Regions from separate parts of the Sus scrofa genome. Here region 2 is linked to region 1. Evidence: chromatin contacts called from public Hi-C data. All regions are on one chromosome and are shown on one strand. Each heading gives the region's core, a stretch centred on a gene start, on an enhancer-like site or on the middle of the called end of the contact. The rest is flanking DNA. Distances are from core to core; before and after follow the strand shown.

Region 1 (7,731 bases), core at 3,813-6,312:
ATCCTCACTGAACTTGCCGTGACAATGGATACTTGATTTGTTAGAGAGAGAAGTGGAAGGACCTTTGTGTATCAATCTCTTCTGTTCACTGCAAAGAGGTGACCTTCTTTGATTCACGAACCTTTTGATTCCTAAAATTTAATTTTCTTTTTTACACACACACACACACACGCGCACACGCACACACACACACACACAGGTTCTCTCTCCTTTGAGAATCTCGGAGGATCTTTTCCCCCTTTCTACCTGTAGAAGCAAAAGATTTTGAGAATGAAAATCTCATCTCCTCAAGAGCTAAAACTGGAAAAAACTTACGTGTCTAATGACAGAGGAATGGAGAAAGTAAAAGTGGCATATATATTTACATACAATGGAATATTATTCTGCCATTTTCAAAGAGGAAATCTTGTCATTGGGGACAACACGGATGAAGCTTGGAGGACATTACACTAAGTAGAATCAGCCAGACACCGAAGGAGACATACAGTATGGTCTCACTTATAAGTGGAATCTAAAAGAGTCAAATTTACCAAAGCAGAGAGTAGAATGCTGACTGCCAGGGCCCAAGGGGGTCGGGGGAAAGGGGGGAGATACTGGTACAGAATTCCAGTTCTAAAAGGAGTAGGTTCTGGGGATCCTGGTAGCAAAGTGACTGTAGTTGATAATTGTGTATTATATGCTTGAAATTTGCTAAGAGGGTATCATCTTACGTGTTCTTATGCCAAAATAAAATAGCTATGGGGGGGGATGGATATGTTAATTAACTGAATTAGGGTAATTCGTTTGCAGTGTATACGTATATCAAATCATCACATTGCATACCTTAAATGCATACAACTTGTGTCTGGCAGTTATACTTCAGTAAAGGTGGGCGAGGAAGCAAAAAATAAATAAAACTGAAGAAGAAAAAAGCAAACACATCTTCTACTAAATACAACGTGGCATCCTGGAACAGAGACGGACAGAAGTGGGAAAACTGGCGCCATATGAATAAAATCTGAAGTTAAAATCCCTGCCCTGTGGCTTATAAAGAGGGGCCAGAAGTGGGGACATCTTGGTTAAGGGTAGTTTGTACCTAGTAGAGAAGCCGGGGCCTCTCTGAGCTTTTAGTTAGAGGATCCTTAATTCTGTGGAAACGTGTCAAGAGTGGCAGGCGTTCTAAACTGTTCCTGAAACGGCCTGCCCATCCAGCAAGACCAGGCCCTACCGAGGTCCCGCCTCCTCCGTTTTAAATTCCACCCACGGAAAGTCCGCCCCCTTTTCCCCCTGGAGTTAAAATGACACAAAGCAGCACTTGTTTGCCCGTAGCTTCCAAGGGTCTGAAGGGGCGTGTTCCAGGCAGGTTACGTGTCTCCCATTGGCCAGAAGGAAGAGGGGCCCCCGGAGAGGCAGGTGCTCCCTCGGCCTCTGCAGGAAAAGTGACAGGGACAAGGAGCCACTCAGTTCACACCGGCTCCTACCTGTCCAAGGGCAGTTCTGCTGCTATCAACCCCTCCCTCTGGCAAGGACAGTTCTAGAGCTTCAAAAGCTATGCCAAGAGAGTTTAGGTTTGACTCTGGAAGCAGCAAGAGTAAACAAACAAGCTAAGGCCCAGTACTGCTCTGGGTCAAGGGTAGTGGCACCTCCGTGCAGTTCAGTGAGGTTCAGGCTGACGACGCAGAGCGCCAGGGCCAAATCAGGGAGAGCCAGGTAACTCCAGCCTCAGAGGCATGGCTGAGTCGGGGCTGGGAACTGAAAGGAAGCTCAGGGTTTTTCATGTCCAGGTTACCAGAGGCCCTTCCCAAGCCTACCACCTTGTGATGATTAAGTTTCCCAAGTCCTTTTCAATGGCCACCAAAATTGAATCCACATTTATAAATGACCATTTGGGTCAAGATTCTTTCAAGTATAAATTTATCATCTGAGAACTCCAGATCTCTTTGGGTCAAAGGCTAATGGACTGTTTCTTTATAAATCCATGGAATGTCAGATAACAGGAGGGGGGGGAGGAGACAGGGAGGAGGATGGGTGCCTAGAAGCCCACAGGAGCTTTGACCACTGCACCCTTATTTTTTTTAACTTTTTAAAATTTTTTGTCTTTTTCTAGGGCCGTACCAGCGACATATGGAGGTTCCCAGGCTAGGGGCTGAATCGGAGCTGTAGCCGCCAGCCTGCACCACAGCAATGCCAGATCCGAGCCGAGCCTGCAAACTACACCACAGCTCATAGCAATGCCAGATCCTTAACCCACTGAAAGAGGCCAGGGATCGAACCTGCAACCTCATGGTTCCTAGTCGGATTCGTTAACCACTGAGCCACAACAGGAACTCCCACTGCACTCTTAAACAATATAAAACCACCAGCCTTTTTCTAGAAGCAGTGAAGTTTCCCAAGCTCTCAGGGGGGCCTCCCCGAGGGGCAGAAAGGTTGGGAAGCAAATGAAGGAAGTCAAGGTCAGAGGATGGTTATGCCCCAGGTGAACAGTCAGGAAGTGGGCTAAGATGCACCCGGCTACAGGTCATTAAAAGACACAAGAAGTAGTCCAGGGACCTCGGCTACCTAAGCATTTCCCAGCAGCCTGCAGGCCTGTGGCTGGAGTTCAGAACACCTGCATGGAGGGGATCCAAGGCAGGGGCAAGCGGTGGGGTGGTGAGAAGCCCGGTCAGAGGCCACCCTAACCCCTGGGAGGAATGTCCCCTGCAGAAGCAGCCGGTGTCACTGCTCCTTTTCCCCAAAACTCTTCACTTCTTGCACACAACAGTGGTGTGTGTGTGTGCACATGCCTGCAAGGGATCCCTGAATCCACGCATAAACCAAGCACTATCCATCTCATACTCCAATTGATTTTCAATAGCCACAGGCATGAGACTAGCAAACAGGTACACTCCTTTAAACAGTATGATTAAATCCCTCAGAGTTAGTTGTCATGAGATTATTTTTCTCAATTAACAGACACAAAAATTACTACTACTCTCAAGGGGGTGGGGGATTTACTTTCGATATTCAGGCAGGGCCCTCCTTTCCAACAAGGCTAGAGACACTTACAGTCCAAGTGGAGAACCAGTGGTCCCAGGATACAGAGCCTGGTCCATAAATAGCAGGGTCAGGCCAGAGCTCTGTGGGTCACCAGAACAGCCTCCTTGGACCACGTTGGAGCTAAGAAAATTTTCTTGCAGGGGCAAAAGCCTAGAAAATAATGAGAATAACAGCAGCAGAAGGGCAGGTCACCCACTGATTGCTAGCCATATGCCAAGCAGAAACCTTATTTCTTTCAATGCTCATAAGAATCCACAGCCCTTTTCACACTTTGTAATCAGACATTTGCAGGAGTATTTGATAATGCCTGTCTCCCAAACACTAGCCTTCTGCCCCAGGAAGGCAGGATCCATGTCTTCTCTGCCTATCACTATATCCCAACCTCTTCCTGGCATCTATTTGCTAAAAATAAAAATTAAAAAAAAAAAAGATGTGTTTGTTTTAAATAATGCTTAAGAAAAACAGGGCCCAGAAAGGTCAAGCGACTTGCCTAAGGACACACAGCATGAAGCCACTGCCATCCGGAGGAGCTGCACCACTTTGCCCTGTACTCATCCCCAAACCAGTGCCCTACCTTGACGGCCTCAGCGTGGGTCACCCGGGCCAGGGATTTGTCGTTGACACGCAGAATCTGGTCCCCAACTCGCAGCCCTTCCTTCTCTGCCAGAGAGCCTGGCTCCACCAGCGACACATAGATGCCCACGCCATGCTCCGAGCCCCCGCGGATGCTGAAGCCCAAACCCTCGTGGGCCTTGGCACGCCGCAGGCTCACCAGGCGCACCTCTCCAGGCCCTGTGCCGTCGGGGCCGCCCCAGGCGGGCTGCCTGTAGGGGGTGGTGGCGGGCAGGTAGAGGCCCTCGGCCGTGTACTGATCAAAGAGCAGCTGGTCGGAGCGAGGGATGACCAGCCGCAGCATGGGCAGCAGGCGCCGCTTGACCGGGCTGTCCAGCAGCACGCGCAAGGTGCGCACCAGGTCGAAGACGTTGCGGCGCGCGTGGTAGGCGTTCAGGCAGTGCGTGAACTGCTCCCGCTCCGCCTCGCTCAGCAGCGCCGTCAGCGCCTGGTGCAGCTGGCGCACGTTGGCAGACAGCAGTCGCAGCCCCGCGCCCCCGCCGCCGCCGCCGGCTCCCGCCGCCGAGCCCAGCGAGCCGGTGGAGGACGAGCTCACCGACAGGCCGTCCAGCTGCGCGTTCATCTCCCCGCCGAGGCCCGGGCGGACTCGGGGCGCGCGGTGGGGCAGCTGCTGCACGCGCCGACACCGGCGCGACAGCTGGATCCCAGGAAAGGCGGAGATAGCGGCTGGAGCCTGGATTTGGGGGCTGGGAGGGAGGTGGGGGGGCGCCGAGACAGGGGCTGGATCCGGGGAGACACGGAGACGGCGGCTGGAGTCTGGGCTTGGGGGCACGGAAACACGCCTGAATCCTGGGGGATCTCGAGACCAATGCTTGAGTCCCGGGCGCACGAAGACTGAGGGGCTCGAGAAACGGGAGACCGCGAGGCGCAGAGACGGCGGCTGGAGTCCAGAGGACGCGGAGACGGCGGCTGGAGTCCGGGGGGACAAGGAGTTGGCGGCTGGAGCCTGGAGGTCGCGGAGACTGCGGCTGGAGCCTGGAGAGTCTGGAGAGAACAGCTACATTCTGGAGGGCACAGAGACGACGGGTGGCTGGAGTAGGGGGGAGTCCAGCAAAGCCGACCGCCCCGTCACACCATGCCCGGGGCTCCCCCAGCCGGGTCGCCCGTTCCTCTCGGGCTGGGGGACCCCAAAGTCATAAGTTGAAGTGGGGGGCGCCCTAGTCCCAGAGCCCCCCGAATCGCAGGCGGTGGAGACGCGCGGGCGTCCGGCAGGGGGTGCGGGGCATGTCCGGGGCAGCCCCGGGATGCAGCAGCCCGGGGACCCCCGCGCCCCTGCACCGCCCGCGCGCAGACGGAGCCGCGCGGCCGCGAGCCCGAGTTTGCGAACTGTTGAGCCGCCCGGGGTCGATCTTCCAGCGAGTTCCGACGCCGTCGCTGTCGCCTGCACAGCCTTGGCCCCGCCCCCCTTGCCCCTCCCCCTCTCCCGCCCCCTCCCCCCGCGGACTCTTCAGGAAATGACGTCCCGCCTCGCGCCTGGCGGTTGCCTAGAGACGGGGTGAAACAGTCCAGCCCCTGGGAGGAAAGGGGTGAAAGTGGGTACGGTAGGGGTGGGAGGAGCTCTAGAGGCAATGAGAGTGCCCTCACTTCTCCAGCCGGGGGTGAGAGGTGCACCTCAAAAACTGTGCTCTTCCGCCACCAGGATCGCTTTGAAGCATCTAACCAGCTAGCAAATTCACAGTTGTAGGGGAAAATAACCAACTTTTTGCCTCTAAAATACTAATTGCTTCAGGCTCAGTTTTCTAGCTTAAAACCTTGGCTCCCCTCTTGCACGCACTAATATTCAAGTTCATGTGTTCATGTGGACGACTGTTGGGCACCTACTGTGTGCAAGAGATCTATCTATTCAAGCATATACTGGTGGCTGCAGGAGCCAACTCCAGTGCAGGGATAGATAAGACTGAACCCCTGCTGGGTCTCCAGTAGGTGGGGAAAACGTTTTCACAAATATAAAGCTGACACAACACATACACACACCTGCATATAAAGTATAAAACTGAGGATATCCGAATTAGATGGGTGGATTGTATCAATGTCAATATCAGGGTTGTGATCTTGTCAGCATTGCGCCAACAACTGGATGAAGGGTACATGGATGTCTATTATTCCTTACAACTTCATGTGACTCTACAATTATCTCAAAATAAACATTCAAAAAGAAGTGTATGAAGCCGGTTGGGAAAAAGTAGTCTATGCCTTCCCATCCCAAAACAAATAAGATACTGGAAGGCTTGGCCTAGAGCCTCGAATCTCCCACCACACTCCCCCAAATACAATCTAAGGGAAGCTATGCTTTTATTCAAAGGTGGCTAAGGAGGCCAGTAGTGCCCCCAACATGCGCGCGCGCACACACACACACACACACACACACACACACACACAGCACTTACACACAATCCCTTCAACCCAAATTGCCTCTCCTAAGCTATCACCTACAGAAAGCTATATTTTCCCTAAAAATATTCTGGAATTGCCATTCTAGAACCATCCGACTTCTAGCTGGAAGAGGATGAGTTGTGGTGTCACCAAAAGGGGTAGGTTTGAGCTGGATCCAGAAAGATGGAACATTCATTCATCCATTCATTCATTTGCTTTTTTGACTACTTACTCTTCCTGTACCATTTTCCAAGCACCTATTCTGTCCTGAATCTTGGGCTGAGTGCTGGACACCCAGGTAAAAAAGGTGAAATTTCTTGTCCCAAGGAGTTTACCGACCAGCAGGGGAGAAAGACCATCTAAATAAGTCAAGTTAAAAACCAGTATGCTAAGTGTTATAATGGCTAAGCGAGCCCAGGTTTAGGGGAGGAGAAAATGGTAAGGACTTTATCAGCCACCTGAATGAAGGGAAAGGATTTTCTTTTCTGGGCAGTGGGGAAACACGGAAGGATTTTTTAACCCTATTATTAGCTTAGGGCCTTCCCCAAACTGAGGCTAGGACTTGAAGCTATATTATCCCCCTGAAATTGTCAGTTCTCTTTTTCACTCTCCTAAAAAAGACCTTGGTTAAATTAATGCCCAGTGAACATATTTGACATATGTGTGTCTTAAACAGCCAGTTAAGCTACTTTGGGCATCCATCTGACAGCTCTGAGTGTTACAGCCGTTAATAATGTGTATCCTTTTTCCTTCTCAACTGCCATTGAAGCCTTTGATATAACTAACCAAAGATATTTAAGAAAAAAAAAATCAATCTCCCCTGACCCTCAAAATATATTTAATGGCAAACCTCAAAATGTCACCAAGCAGAGTTTAATTGTATGCAGTTCAGGTTTTCCACAAATGTATTTCGTGCTAAGCTTAGTTTGTGTTCTAATTATAATTGCTGTGATTGGCTTGATAAATGCATCCCAGGAGCTAAGATACCCACTCCTAACATTTTATTTCTGTGCAAAGGATATTTGCGAGAAGGTATTTTGCTTTAGGCAGCAGAAACTACTGCTGCACACACGTCTTAGTGGAGAAAGAAGCACTTTCTTCTGCAAACATCAGAGACCATCTGGGATGCTGTGCTATTGTTTAATGCCATAGAGACCAATGGAGGGGCAGAGAAGTGCAAGAGCATGGAAAAAGAACTCAGTGGGGTTTCTTCCATCCACCTTGCATAACCTCCTTCATATCAGTTTGCACTGTGCACCCTCAAATGCGGGGCAGTATATAACTGTGCTCAAACCTAAAGAATCAAATTTCATGTCTGAAGATGTGTTTGTCCATCAGAAATAAGCTCTTGGAAATCCAAGATGCTTGGGCTCCTGAGGGCTGCACTGCCTCCAGTCTTCAAGACCTGGAAGCTGTAGTTGGGGACTGGGAGGTAAATAAAAGGTCTGGCTGAAACCCAGGGGGGAAAAAAAAAAAGACCTGGAAGGAAGGAAACCACGACTATGTGAGCAGATCTGGCCTTGGTTTCATACTGCCCTCTTCAGAAGGAAAAGAGAACTCTCCAACGTCCGCACTGCAGGCTCCCCTTGGCTGTCATCACCAAAGCCACGTTTAATTCAGTTCCCCAGTTCTGGCAAATCAATGCCCTGCTCCTAGGGTTGTTCCTGGAAACTTGGACACATGGGAGCAGTGGGAAAGATGGAAGAAGAG
Region 2 (7,731 bases), core at 3,761-6,260, 74 kb after region 1:
CTCCATATGCCGTGGGAGCGGCCCTAGATAAAGCAAAAAGGCAAAAAGGCAAAAAAATAATAATAATAATAATGAGAGATGTGCACCTCTTCCTTTCCCGTGAATACTTAGAGGTCACTCTAGGGTTATTTACTGGCCTAGGTTCAATACCGTGTCTCAGGGAATAGGGAGGGCCAGGGAGAGGGACAGATAGAGGAAAATAACCGGTCAGTGGAATCATCAGAAAAACACGCAACATTTATCGAGGCCACCATCTTATTTGGGCATGGTTTCTGGCACCCCAAAACAATAGTAACATCATACATCACTGATCATACATCATCAGAACAAATATAATAATGAAAAAGTTGGAAATTCTACGAGAACTATCAAAATGTGCAGAGACATGAAGTGAGCACATGCTGTTGGAAAAATGATGCCCATAGACTTGCTTGACGTAGGGTTGCCACAAACTTTTGATTTGTTTTAAAAAAAAAACCAAAAAAACAAAAACGCAGTTATCTCTGAAGCGCAAAAAGCAATAAAACGAAGTATCCTGTGGGCAGGTCTTAAGAGACAGGAGAGGCACATTATTGTTAGCTTGCTGTTTTTTATTTTTAGGGCCGCACGGGCGGCATGTGGAAGTCCCCAGGCTGGGTGTCGAATTGGAGCTGCAGCTTCCAGTGTACGCCACAGCCACAGCAACGCAGGATCTGGATCTGCGCCACGTCTGTGACCTACACCACAGCTCATGACAACGCCGGATTCTTAACCCACGGAGCAAGGCCAGGGATCAAACCTGCATCCTCATGGATGGATACCAGTCAGGTTTGTAACCCACTGAGCCACAAAGGGAACTCCCGAGGCACATCTTTTATTGAAAGATTTGGCAAGTAGTTTAGGGAGAAGAAGCTGCCAGATCATGTCAACATCTACCTTCTTTGGCTTTTAAAAAATTTCAAATGACACTGGCTGACTGACTCCTGGGTCAAGTGTGAATTCAAAGCTCCCTGTGTTTGGTGGAATGATTGATGGGGATGGGTGGGCTTGGAGAATCTGGGGGCAGGCAGGCAACTCTTTCTTATTTTTCTACTTATAACTTACAAAGAGTAGAGCAGCAGCATTTGCAGATGAGGAGAGAAGTGAGGCTGGTTGTTCTGAGAGCACGATGGTCTACTCTTGTTTTACGGGGTTTTTTTAAATTAAGAAGATGGGACAGTGGAGCTTTCTAGTTAAAAGCCTGGTAACCTTCAATTGCCTCTGCCTCCCTACCCCAGCCAGATGCCAGTTCTTTCCCCTCAGGCCCTGCCTCATCTAATTCCCTTTGTATCATGGCACCTGTCACAGTGTAGAAATTGATACCTGTACCCTAGGGATTGGTGGCCTTCCTGACAGAAATTCAGAGTAACTCTTTTGGTTTTGACCCCCTTTCTTTCTTTTTCTCTCTGTGTGTGTGTGTGTGTGTGTGTGTGTGTGTGTGTGTGTGTGTGTGTGTGTGTGTGTGTGTGTGTGTGTGTGTCTGCCTGTCTGTCTGTCTTTTTTGCCTTTTCTAGGGCCGCTCCTGCAGCATATGGAGGTTCCCAGGCTAGGGGTCGAATTGGAGCTGTAGCCGCTGGCCTATGGACCCCATTTCCTGACAGCATGTGATGTGTCTAACCCCCTGCACACTGCTGACAAGGACACTTGCGTGTTTAGACCCAAGTTCCCACCTGTATACCTTAGAACGGAGAAGCCACCATGTGATGTGACTTCCAGGATTCGGAGCAATGGAACATTCTGTGGGACACGCTTTTGGAAATACTCTCTAGGATCGCTCTAATTCGTGGCAAAGCCTAGATCTGGACCCAGGTCTGTCTGACTTCCCAGCCTTAGCGGCTGTATGATTTGGTTCACTTTGTTCAGGCCATGGCAATGTTGCAAGCAGTATGCTACTCAAAGAGTGAGAAAGTCCACAGCTGGCCGACCAGTTCCCAAAAGCAGATCTAATTTTTGATCTTTGCCTTTTCACTTACCCAGTGGTTCTGAAGCTTCCCCCCCCCATCCCATCTGCTGCCACGCTCGAAGAGTCTGCCAGGTTAGGAAGAAGTTCTTTCCCCTCTTGCTTCACCAAGGTTGCCAGATGTTTGGCAGCTAGCCCTCAGACACGGGTTTATAACCCTGGCAAGCAGGACGAGACAGATGGTACAGATGTTGAGTAAGGGTGGCTTTGACTGGGGTTTGCGGTTATTTGAATTTGTCTGTAGCTGAGGTCCTGGTCATTTCATTCATAGCTGTTCATTCACCAATTCAGATGCATGTAACAAATACCAAGGGTGTTGGGGGATAGCCATGAGGATGAACAGAAACAGAACTGTGCCCCAAAGGTTTATTCTCTTTTGGGGAAAGGGGACATTGAACAATGACCATACCGTGTGCCAGGTGTGGCCAAAGGGTCAGCAAGGGTATCTATGAGAACAGGGGCGTGGCCTGGGCCCAGGACAGGAAAGGGCTCCCAGGAGAAGGGCCCTTTCAGCTGAGACGTGACAGTGTGTCAGTTAACCAGACAGTGAGGTGGGGATGAAGACTGAAGGTTACCTTCCAGATGCAGAAGGATGGCAACCATTGAGAACTGGAAGTGAGAGCACGGCTGTAGGAGGAACTGAGAGATGGTCTGTGTTCTTGGAGCTGAGGGTTTTCAAAAGTTGGGGCATGATGGGTAAAGATGAGCACAGGGTAGGCTGGGGGTGGGGAGGGGCTTGGGCCTATCACACAGAGCCCTGTGAATAAAGATAACGCTACTGAAGTCTGCTTTCCAGCGGACTTCACTACATATTCCTTACCTTTTATTGGGTTTCATTCATCTATCTCCATTCTCCACAGAGCCCCCACTTCCTCATGCCATAGTACCAGGCCTTGCCATGTGCCGTGGTTTTGGAGATGCCGAAGAATTGCCCAGAAATACAGTTCACTTTTACTGAGGACTTTCTGCTAAGCACTTCATCATATAATTCTTAAAATCTCTGTTTAGCAGATATCATTATTCTTCTTTTATAAATGAGGGAATTGAAGCTTAGAGAGAGGACCCGACCTGTGCAAGTTCAGATGCGAGGGAGTGCTGGAATCTGCACAGCCAGTTCCAAAGGCCCATGACTCCTGTGCCTCCCTAGCAAAGGAGACTGATGTGTCAACATATAAGTTCATGCTGGAGCAACAAGCAGTGAGAAATGCAGAGTGAAGGAAGCCCAATAGGGCAGGGGTACGATATCCAGCTTCATGAAGGAAATAGGCCTTGCTGGATAGAGGGGCAAGATTTAGCTAGACGGCGAGCAGGCCACACACCTGTCCAAGGATCTCTTTCAACATCCTATCAGCAGGAAAACTGCAACGGCCCACAAGTCTTGCTCCCAGGCCTCCAAATTTTGCTTGAGGAAATTAGGCATACTAAATAGGAATCTTGCATGTCTTGCTCAGTGGTGATCAGAACAACACCTCGCACTGAGCAGGCACCCGATGTCCATCTGTTGATGAATAAATGAATGAACCTCATTTCTAGTAGCCTACTTCCTGGATCCTCACCTGCCTGGTGAATGAGGACGCCTGGGAAGCATCTGCTGTTTCCTCCTCAATCACTGCTGGCTGTCCCCAAGCATTCCACTTCTGCCTCTGGCAGAACACCAAGCCAACTAAGTCCTGTGATCAGAGAGGCCCCCAGCAACTTGGCAATATCTCTTGAGATAAAAAAAAAAAAAAAATGCATCCATATTCTGACTCAGCAAGTCCACTTGTAGATAAGCTTGGCATGGTGGCTATGGCCATCCCAACAAGGTCTGTGAGCAAAAGTGGGAACCCCCCACATGTCCAGCAGTGGGGAGGAGCAAGGGAGAAAAAGAGCCTTCCTATAGTATATGGACATTCATGCAGCCCTTAAAAAGAATTGAGGCAGAGCAGAGCACACTGTCAGGAGGTGAATGCTAAGGGACTTTGTTGAATGAAAAAGCCGGGTGCACAACAGAACAGGTGGTCCCTTTTGTATAAACACAGTGGAAGCATCTGTCCATACGTGCCCTAAGGGAACCTGCACAAGGTTAGTGCCCTAAGGGAACCTGCACAAGGTTAGTGTTTCCTCACGGGAGGAGGCGCTATTCGCTGCAGATCCCCCTGAAACGCCCAGTGATGGTGATGGGAGGCGGGGGTGGGGGTATGGCCAATGCCCAGTGAGCCGCTATCATGCCTCTGGCAGTTGCATACACTCCACACAGATTATCTCATTAAAACTCTACTACACAGTCCCGTGATATAATCTGTTTGTTGTTGTTGTTGTTTTGTTTTGTTTTGTTTTACAGAAAACGAAGCCGCAGAGAGGTTAAACACTATAAAGATGATCTAAAATCTGGAGACCCCAGGCTTAGAGCTCAGGTAGCCAGATGGCGACGCTGATGCTCTCAACACAGGGCACAGAGAATTTTTCGTTAAAAACAAGTCCCTGAGAAGTTTCTGGTCCCAAATATTGCCTCATCCACGATCCCGTGACTGTCAGACGTGGCCTGGGCTCTCACGATAGGGAGACGGAGGCTCGGAGAGGGGCCCTGGCCTTGAGCAGCCGATTCTCGCCCAACTTGTTCCCGCAGGCCGGGGCGCGGCGCACGTGCTCGGCGAGCGCGGAGGCGCCTCCCGGCATCCCGGGAGGAAGCCTGGCTGATGAAAGGCAGCTCCCAGCTCGGCTCCGACGCGGCCCCGGGAGCCGGCTTCCCTCTTGGCCCCGAGGCGAGCCCGGCGGGCGGCTCCTCCCGGTGGGGTGACCGCGCGGGGCCGGCCCGGCCCGGGGGCGGGACCGGGGAGGGCGGCGCGCGCCGCGGGCGGCGGGCGGGGCGCGAGCGGCGGTGCCGGGAGACTGAGGCGCGGAGGGGCAGCGTTGCCCCCAACCTTCCGCGTTCCCGGGCGGCGGTGAGGGCGACGGCGGCGGCGGCGCGGACGGGTGAGTGTGCGCGGACCCGGGGCGCGCGCCCCGTGTCTGGTCGCGAGCGCGGGCGGCCGCGAGCCCAGATTTGAGCTGCGCGGGTCCGGCTCTGCGCTGCAGCCTGGGCGCCTCCTTCCCGGCCTGGGTGGGCGCTGCGGGCCGCGTCCGCCTTCTTCCGGCGCCTTTGGGCCCGTTTCCCCGTGCGTTGCGTGGTGCTGCTCGCCGGCGACCCCTGCGAGCCGGTGGCGGGGGCACCGTGGGGCTGGTTTCGGGGGTGAGGGAGACCCAGAAGCAGCAGACCAGCCTTGAGGGCAGAACCTGGGGTAAGATTCAGCTGCTTAAGGCCAAGGCCAAATGTGGAGGAACATCCCAGGCTGGATCAAGCTCCGTTGCATTCTGGCTGTATCCCCCAACTGGCTCCTTGACCTTGGATAGTTCACTTTCGTTTCTAGGTCTTAGTTTCCTCCTGCGTAGAGTGGAGAGCTTGGAACCCTTGTCTCACAAGGCTTTTCCACCCCCCAAACTTCTGTGACAGACCCCCTATGGCCCCTTGCTGGGACTTTCCAGTTTAAGAAAAACAGAACCTGACGTGAAAACTGTAGAATTCCTCCCCTCCCCCAACACACACACGCACACACACACCCCTCAGAGAGGCACATGGTCTTTTGGGGGAGCTGGGCACGCAGTGTCTGCAGAAATGGAGACCTTTGCTCAGGGGAACTTTTAAGATACCTTCGTTTGCAGGGGCTTCCCACCCAGCTACGGTTAAATGGAAAGGCCAGTTAAATGCACAGTCAGCAAAGGGAGCTAAGGAAACTGGGGAGTGGATGACCAGTTGGTTGCAGGAACCTCAGGCTGTGCTCGATCCCTGGTTCTGTGCCTCCCTCTCATGTCCCCCAGGGCTGGTGTGGGGCGGAGCAGGATGGCAGCTAGCGGGTCAGCACCTGCCCTTGGGCAGTCTTGCCAACACCCCTCCTGCCCTCTGCAGCTTCCAGGGCCATAGGGTGAGAGCAGAGCCCGAGCTGCCCTCTGGTTTGTACCTCTCCCCACTTGGCAGTCTCTTCTCTCACTCCACCTGTGCCAAGCCTGGAGCCTCCTTCTCTGCGCCAGGAAGCATCCTGAAGAACTCTTCCCTCATTCCAAAGTGCTGCTGGCTCCTGCCAGATGGTGGTAGCCAGGAGGGAGAGCTGAACAGGGACTTAAGGTTTTACTTCTGGTTTTATAGAAGGCATAGGGCCTGGCACTAGAAGGTTCTTAGGGGATGACTGTGGAGTAGAAATAATGATAGCTATATTCCTTTTTGCTCTGTGCTGTTCTTGAGTGATTTAAGTATGAGCTCTTTAAGCCTCACAACAACCTAGTTACATTATTCCCATTTACATGTGGCAAAACTGAGGCCGATGTAAGTCACTTGTTCTGGATCATACACGTGGGAAGTGGCAGGATCCTGCAGGTTACTTTTATCCATGACACTAAAATCCTTCAGGTGAATGAATTCTTCTGATTGAGACTTTGTGGGAGGCTGATTAGGCCAACTGGGGTGCTGGGATTTCTTCCCAAAGACAATGCCTAGTTGTGGGATTTTGCAACTAGTGAACCTTCCATGCAATCTGGAAAGAAGTCTTTGCAGCTCCAGCTTGTGGGTGGTCCCTGCTGCCTGGAGGACAGAAGGTGGGCTCTTGGGGCCCACAGGCCTGTCTGAGACCAGTACGGCCTCTCTGGGCTACAGCCTCCTAGCTATGATGTGCCTGGGTCCCTTGTCTGGAAAATGGATCTAAGGATTCTATTTGTCTTGTGTGTCTGGGCCTTCGTTTTCTCTCCTGTGACGTGGGAGGAAGAAAAAAAAAAAAAAAACCTGCGAGGAAACGGGTCTATGGTGAGCAAGGTACTAGATGCCACACTTGTAGTTCCTTCTGTTATCCTCACAGCAGCTCTGTCAGGTAGGCCTCCCTGAACCCATTTTACAGATAAGGACAGCAAGGCTCAGGGAGTTAAATGCCTTGACACCGAATGTCCCAGAGCATGCGAGAGGTAAGTGAGGGTTCAAGTCTTGGTCCTTTGGTGCTAGAGGCCTTGCTCTTTTCATCACATTTTGCTGCGGGTATAAACAAGGCTCCCATGATGACTATACCTGTCCCGTACTCGGTCAGGAAGGGAAATCTCAGAAGCCTGGGAGTGGAGCCTGGTCAGCTCATGAGTTTCCTGTGGGTCCTTGGATGTGTCTGAGCTGGAGAAGATCCAAGACCAGGGGAAGTTCTCAGCTGAGGCCTCAGAGGCTCTTAGTTCCTTCTCCTCATTCCCTCTGAAAACATTTTTTTAGCATGATCAGCAAGACTGCAGTCAGAAGAAAGACCCAGGGTGGCTTTCCCTGGCCTGGAGGTGGCTTTGGCCTTGGAGAGCTGGAGAGCCCAGCCAGCCCAGGAACAGGCCTGAAGTGCTTTCCTGTGATGTTGTTTTCCAAAGGCAAGTGCAGCTGAGCTGGCTACTCCAGGATGAACCGCAGCCCTGAGAAGGGGAAGAAGTCCCGCTGGCTCTGCTATGGCCTGTGAACCACAGATGGACCCCGGTGGGGCAGCTGGCCCCTTGCCCACCACCTCTCCTGGCTGGAGCGCCCTCCCTAGTGGGAGCCCTCCTGGCTGGGGGCAAGGTAGGGTCATGACCCTTGATTCCTTCTCCTCTGCCCTCCCCTCCCCCTCAAGTTGCTGAGCTAGACTCACATAGTATGAGTGAGTGGAGGGGAGGGGAAGGGCACAGAAGTGGCTTTAGATAGGGGTGCACATTTGGGGATGTTTCCAGGCCAGTCTCTGTCATTTCTA

The links. A called contact is a pair of places that touch in the nucleus more often than the background predicts.
Region 2: a Hi-C map of subcutaneous adipose tissue shows a contact between it and region 1, with 1.9 times the contacts expected there. The contact joins the promoter of TMEM268 here to the promoter of WHRN in region 1. A contact is called at or near these places in 3 of 47 Hi-C or Micro-C datasets (alveolar macrophages, heart right ventricle and subcutaneous adipose tissue).

Annotation. Positions count from the first base shown.
Region 1 is chr1:255,090,219-255,097,949 of Sscrofa11.1, forward strand. It overlaps WHRN (whirlin), which reads right to left and starts at 5,063. Exons shown (of 12, transcript XM_021068023.1): 1 at 3,590-5,063. The coding sequence starts at 4,210.
Region 2 is chr1:255,163,866-255,171,596 of Sscrofa11.1, forward strand. TMEM268 (transmembrane protein 268) reads left to right here and starts at 5,011. Exons shown (of 9, transcript XM_021068037.1): 1 at 5,011-5,238; 2 at 7,379-7,562. The coding sequence starts at 7,454.